Linked DNA regions of Sus scrofa: region 1 is linked to region 2. Evidence: chromatin contacts called from public HiChIP or PLAC-seq data. All regions are on one chromosome and are shown on one strand. Each heading gives the region's core, a stretch centred on a gene start, on an enhancer-like site or on the middle of the called end of the contact. The rest is flanking DNA. Distances are from core to core; before and after follow the strand shown. Region 1 holds the start of DPH1 (2-(3-amino-3-carboxypropyl)histidine synthase subunit 1). Region 2 overlaps RTN4RL1 (reticulon-4 receptor-like 1).

What was found. HiChIP or PLAC-seq counts read pairs in DNA pulled down with a chosen protein or histone mark.
Region 1: a contact with region 2 is called in an H3K27ac HiChIP or PLAC-seq map of skeletal muscle. The contact joins the promoter of DPH1 here to the enhancer-like site in region 2. A contact is called at or near these places in 2 of 5 promoter capture datasets (fetal liver and fetal skeletal muscle), 10 of 47 Hi-C or Micro-C datasets (blood, embryonic fibroblasts, fetal liver and 5 more) and 1 of 2 datasets of contacts at active chromatin or transcription factors (skeletal muscle).

The regions. Positions count from the first base shown.
Region 1 is chr12:48,144,470-48,147,717 of Sscrofa11.1, forward strand. DPH1 (2-(3-amino-3-carboxypropyl)histidine synthase subunit 1) reads left to right here and starts at 1,895. Exons shown (of 13, transcript XM_021067606.1): 1 at 1,895-2,026. The coding sequence starts at 1,963. RTN4RL1 (reticulon-4 receptor-like 1) reads right to left here and starts at 1,840. Exons shown (of 2, transcript XM_021067605.1): 1 at 1,379-1,840.
Region 2 is chr12:48,073,196-48,076,254 of Sscrofa11.1, forward strand. RTN4RL1 (reticulon-4 receptor-like 1) reads right to left here. Exons shown (of 2, transcript XM_021067605.1): 2 at 1,180-3,059. The coding sequence ends at 2,991. Among named protein-coding and RNA genes, the nearest start is that of RPA1, 65 kb to the left of the region's middle. Within about 2 kb of position 1,681, at least 18 of the 83 cell types and tissues checked have an H3K27ac peak or open chromatin away from gene starts, as enhancers often do. A contact at or near this core is called in fetal skeletal muscle, retroperitoneal adipose tissue and skeletal muscle, where this site is marked.

The sequences.
Region 1 (3,248 bases), core at 645-3,144, 71 kb after region 2:
CAGGGAGGTTGAACACCTTGCCCAATGTCACACAGCAGATCAGTGCAAAGTGTGGGCCCGAATCAGGGTATGTTAATCCTCCTTCCACCTCCTCAAGCCGCCTCCCCATGACCCCCTGCCCCACAGTCTCCACTATCTTAGGCAAAGTTGGATGGGGCTGGGCGTGAGTGCGAGAAGCAGAGTTATTTCAGGCCTCAGGAGGGCTGGGTGCTGTTTTGGAGTCCAGCCAGGGGGTGGGGGTGACTGGAGGCGGGTGTTGTAGTGTAATGTGGGGGTGCACTGTGCTCGCCTTCTTGTCAGGCAGTAATTACTCAGACTGCTGAGTAACTCCGGCAGGGAGACCCCCACAGACAGATGGAGGTGTTCTTGGCAACCCCCATGTCCTGCACTGCAAGGTCTTGAGGGCACATGCTTATTTCCTAATGGGGGTCAGGGCAACTCATTCAGAACAGAGGCTGTGGGGCAATGTTATGAGGATGGGGGCCTTCTATCATTAACAGGCTCCACCTCTGCCTAGGGAAAGGCCCTAAGGGGTTCGGGGCCTGCTAAGGAGAAGCCGCTACTCTGCTGGAGCCAATCTTTCCCTCTTGGAACACACAGCTGCAGCCAGAGCGACAACTGTCCACAGGCTGGGCCTTAGGGTCCTGAATGGGGAGAGACTCGACTCAGATTGTTCCTGGAATTGAGATCCTGCACCCTGGTCCAGAGAACCTGGAGGAAATGGGAAAGTCCAGGCTGGACTCTTGTCAAGGTGACAGGGTGTTCCTTGGACCCATGTTGGCTACATTCCTGTCCAAAGCTGTGATTGTCCTAAGAGCATCAGTTGGTGGTCTGAGAGGCAGAGCACTGACCCCTTCTGGTCCTCCCCTTGGCTGCTCATTCCCAGCCTGCTCAGCCAGCCCTCCTCTCTGGGCAGCCTCCCAGGCAGGGCCTGTCCCTGGCTGCTTGTTTTTCACTTCTCCCTGCACCTTAATTAGGAGTTTCCAAGCAGGGAGGGCCTCCAGGGGAGCCTGAGGCCAGAGAGCTGCCTTAAAGGGCCAGATGTGCTCACACAGAGCAGAGAAAAAGATGGTGTGCCAGAGGGCTGGGTGGGCAAACAGCCCTGGGGGAACCTTGCTCTAGGGGGCAGACCTTGCTGCAAGCCAGTCCTGCAGGTACCCTGCTCCTCCAAAGGCCAAGTCTGTCTCGCTGGCTGTTCTGACTTCTCTTTGGGATCCCAGGAGCTCAGGCCCCTGATCAGGAGAAAGGCTACCAAGGCCTGAGAGGCAGCCTAGGCAGGGCAAACACTGGCCAGAATCTGGAAGGTTTAGGCAGTTGAGACCTTGGACTTCTGAACCCTCCCGGGAAAGCACCCTCAGGCCGGGGCGGGGGGTCTTACCCTGGTAGCAGTTTTTCACACGTGAACCTTTCACTCTGTGGGTTCTAAGGTGTAAGGAGCACCCCGGCGCTCCGGAAATCGGCACCAAGCTTCAACTTGGAACTGGCCCGGTGGCCGGTGAGTTCTGTCCTGTCCAGTCAGTGGGGTCCTCAGAGGCTGGGAATGCGCCCCTACCCACCGCCACCAGGGCCCATAACCGAGGAGACACGGAGGAGAGCTGAAGGAAGACCTGGTGGTATCCCCATTCACAAGACTCTGTCCGCAGAACTGGGCCAAAAAGTTGGCAAATAGAGGGGCACCATTCCGGGAGAGCCAGTTTCGGGCTGCCGGGAAGGAAGGGGAGGTGGGACAGAGTCGCCGAGAGCACGCAACAGCGGTGGTCGGGGACCACTAGGGGCTCCGGAGAGTCACGACCTTCGGAGCTGAGGCAGGGGCCCACTCTAGCCACGCCCCTATCTTTCTCCTTCACGGTCCCCGCCTCCCAAATCCCCGCCCGTCGCTGGCCGATCGGCGATCGATCGCGCTTGTCTGCGCTCTCAGCGTTCTTCTAGTGCTGTCTTTCTGGTCCCAACGTGGGCCAGGTGATGATGGCGGCGCTAGTTGCGGCCGAGGCCACAGAGCCCCGCGGCCGAAACGGCCCGGGCAGAGGTGGGTACTACACGGGTGCGGCCTCTGGACCTCGCATCTTGGCATAGGGTCCCCAAGTCAGGGACAGGACCAGCCCCCTTTAACGGCAGCGGCGCCTTTCTGCGCCAGACTCAGAAGGCCTCGCGGTCACTTCCTTCGGGCTGCTGTCGCTGGAGCCCAGGGGGACCGGCCCTTCTTTTGTAGCCGTAAGGCATGGTCAGGAGCAGCCCCTCCTAGGAGCTCGTAGTCCTCAAGCCGTAAACGCTGCCTCCCTGCCTTGGCGGGCAGACAGACGCTTGTAGACTCACGGATAGGACGGACCTGACAGGGAGGGAGGGAGCCAGGCATTCCCCTAGCGTGCCCTCGGAGAATGCTTCAGGGAAGAGGCGCAAGGTTTCATTCACCCGACCCTTGCAGCTGGCCTGTGCTAGGTGTATGGACTTGACTGCAGCCCTACCCTCAGGGATCTCTCGCAGTCTACGGAAGAATACTAACGTAAGCAGAAGGTTACAGCCAAGTGATAAAGGAGGAGGCGCCTACTGGCCCTTGGGACGAATTGAGCTGCTAGAATTAGCAGCTCCCACACCCCAGCAACACAAGGGACTTGAGCCTGTCAGAGGAGCTTCTGTGAGGGGCAGGAGTAGAGACACCGGCCCTTTGAGACAACTGAACAAAAATCATAGCAGTGGTAACCTTTAAATCTGGACTTAGAGTTCTAGCCTGCCATTCTAGTTCTCCACTGAACCATCACTACCACCACCCTTGCACCCACCCACCCCAGCCCCGGGCTGAAGTGTCAGGTCTGGCAGAATCCCTGGCAGAAGTTTAGGCATATAGTGCAGGCTCAATAAATAATTCGCTGAGGAGTTCCGTCGTGGTGCAGTGGTTAACGAATCCGACTAGGAACCATGAGGTTGCGGGTTCGAGCCCTGCCCTTGTTCAGTGGGTTAAGGATCCGGCGTTGCCGTGAGCTGTGGTGTAGTTCGAAGACAGGGCTTGGAGCCCGCGTTGCTGTGGCTGTGGCGTAGGACGGCGGCTGTAGTTCCGATTAGACCTCTAGCCTGGGAACCTCTATATGCCGCGGTTGCGGCCCTAGAAAAGGCAAAAAGACAAAATAAATAAATAAATAATAATAATAATAATAATAATTCGCTGAATAAATTCATTTCTCGCCTTGTCACATTCTAGAGCTGTCTGGTGCCTAAAGAGAGAACTGGGGATTGGGCTAAACTGAATTATGGGT
Region 2 (3,059 bases), core at 431-2,930:
GCCCTGAACCATCTGGGACGGACACTGGGTCTGGTGAATCGAGAGGCCGTGGCTTAGCCCCTGACCAGTCAACTTGCTCTGATGTTTCCGACAAGGGTGTCATCTCGCCTGCGTGGCATGTGCGCTGCTGAGTGACCAGTGATGTCACCCACAATAGAGCTGCTTTTATTCCCTCTGCCTCTTAGAGGAGCAAGCTGCTAAAAATACACCTGACGTCCTGGGCCCCTCTGCCTTGCCTCCAATAACAGTCGGCAACCAGAGACTGTGCTGCGCTTGACAGAAGTGGATCATTTATAAAACATTAGCATTTCTTGTACTGACATTTCACTTCCATATTATAGGACTTACTAAGTCTTTTTAAAAAAAAATTTAATAAAGCGCTTGGACTCTTGATTTTCCCATGGAGGGCTGTGCTGTCTAAAGTTGGAAATGAAATCAACAACATAACAACATCCTCGGGTCTAAGGGACAGCTAGGCCTTGGCACGGGCCTGGGTAAGAGCAGGCAGACCAGCGGGGAGCCAACACAGGCCAAAGGCGATTTGTTCTGCTTTCACCAGACTCCCTTTAGTGCACATCTCCAGGCTCGCACGGAAGTGGATTTGTCCAGGCCTGAAAACGCAGCCTCCTTTCTATCTGGAGAGCTCGCGCCTTTCTCTGAAGCCACGGGGCAGGTGCAGCCTCCAGACCGCATCCACGTCCACGGTTGCATGGGTCAGTCCCTGGCTTCCTGGAATCCCCTCTGGGCCCCTAGGAACTGGCAGTTCCCTTCCAGCTTCCCCCAAGCCCCCTTAAGGATCAACAGCTTAGCTGCTGCTGGAGAAGCTTTTGGGAACAGGTCCTGGATGATCCAGGGCCAGCCTGCTCCGGGGACAACCACAGAGAGGGTTGGTGCTGTCCCAGTGCAGCCAGAACGTGGGAAGTGAGTCATGTTCTGTGCTGGTGAGGGACGATCCACGGAACAGAGAGAGAGAGAGAGAGTGAGTGTGTGTGTGTGTGTGTGTGTGTGTATGCACTCACATCCCAGTGAGTCAGCGTGCCCCTGCCCCAAACAGCTCCTCCCTTCAACAAATGTGCTTGTGTTCTCAGAGCTGCACCCGGCCAGGCTCACACACCCACTGCAAAAGCCCCAGCTCTGCCACTCCTTCAGCAATCTGGGGTTAGGAAATGAGAAACAGGGTTCTTATCCAAGAGAATTTTTTTATTATTATTTTTCTCTCTTAATTGGATTCAATATTTCTTGCTCCTCACACACATCCTCTCTGGTGGGGCATTTGGATTTGGGCGAAGCCAAAAAAAGATTGTGTCCGCCCAGACCCCAGCCAGCAGCATGGCTGACCTTGACCTGAGCCCCTTTCCTCTGTCTGAACTTGCCGCTCCATTCCCTGCACGGCCCCGCTCCTGACCCCTGAGTCTGGGCATCTCCCCCGACCTCTGCCCATCCCTGGCATCTTCAGAGGGTTCAGGAAGGGCGGGGCCTCCGTAATGCAGAAGTGCCTGAGATGGTTCTTGAAATGCCCTCTTTGTCCCCCTTCTGCTAAGGCCACCTGATGCTTTCCCTCCTGCTACCCGCCACAGGACCCTTGCTGGGATGCCCATCAAAGAGCCTCAAGGAAAAATTCAGCAGCTGAGCCAAGCTGGAGGCCTGGGCTCAGGCCCAGAGCCTCCCTGGCCCTTCCAGACCGTTGCTGGCAAAACACGAGGCTGACAACACTGCCCAGCTTGTTGGACTAACACTGTGGATGCTGCCTCGCCCACCGGCCTCAGAAACCCAAAGTCCCTTCCTTCCCCTTTTCCATCCAGCCCTTCCCTAGGGCCTGACTCCCTGATGGCCAAGAAGCTGCTTCTTGCTTCTCACCCTGATGCCAACAGCTACTATATTGGGGGCGATTGAGTGCTCCAGGGCAGCAGACGGGATTGTGTTGCATATAAAAACATGGTGATGCTCTAAATATCTAAGAATATTGGTCCCCTGAAGTGATTCTTGCTGCCTCCCCTTCTCCCTGACCCTCCCCCACTGTCCCTTCGCCCCAGGCCCTGGCAAGATCAGGTTACGTGGGAACTACTGTTGCCACGTTGGGATTCTAGACAACAATCCTAGGATTCCTTTCCTGCTAGAAATCACCAATACAATCCTTAGTTCAGCAGATATAGGTTTCTGTATAGTTTATAAACATGATAAGACATACAGTTTGGTAAGGGAGTAGGGCGAGGGCCTGTGCATTTGTGTGTGTGTGTGTGTATATATATATATATATATGTAGAGAGTGTGTAGATATATAAGTGGACGTAGTTATAAAACTGCACCTCCTGTGAGAACCTCATTGCACAAGATGAAGCTCTAAATTTCAGCCTCTGATGATCTTTCCTTTGGTAAGTGGTTCTTGGAGCCCAGCAGGTGGGCCTGGGTCTTCCAGGCTTGCCTGAGACATCAGGAGTGAGAGGCGTTACCCTCAAGGAAGGGGCTGAAGGTGGCACGTGGTTGGATTTAGGGCAGGGTGACTCAGTGGCCTCAGGCACGAGCCAAAAATGCCACCTGCTCATGTGCTCCCAGATAGCTGGTGTCGGACCAGCCTCTTGGGTGCATCTTGGCTGTTCTTCTCTGAGTCCTGCATCCTTGGGGGATGGCGGGGCCCTTCAGACCTCTCCAAATGACCAGGATTCCACAGAGCCCAGCTCCCGTGGGGGCACGGTCCCGTTGTTGCCAATGCAGGATTCACTTTGCAGCTTTAACTGCCGTGCTGGGTGGATGCGGTCCGTGGGTGCTCGGCGGGGCGCTGGCTGGGACAGCTGGGTGAGATGCGCCAATCCCCTCCCCCTTGGGGCTGTACACTTTGTATTTATAATCCAGCAGCCAGGAGCCCAGACGGCAGCTGAAACCTCTAGCAGCCTTTGCCTGAAACCCAGCAGAACCTCCACTTGTAAAAAAAGAAAAGAAATCCTGTTCCTTGGTGGACGTGTGGCAGTGCTGGGTGCTGGTGTCCAGCGCCCTCAGCGGAGAGTGACCACCAGCCCCAGGATCCAGGCCAGGAGGGAGGCCCGCAGGGAACTGCCTGAGGA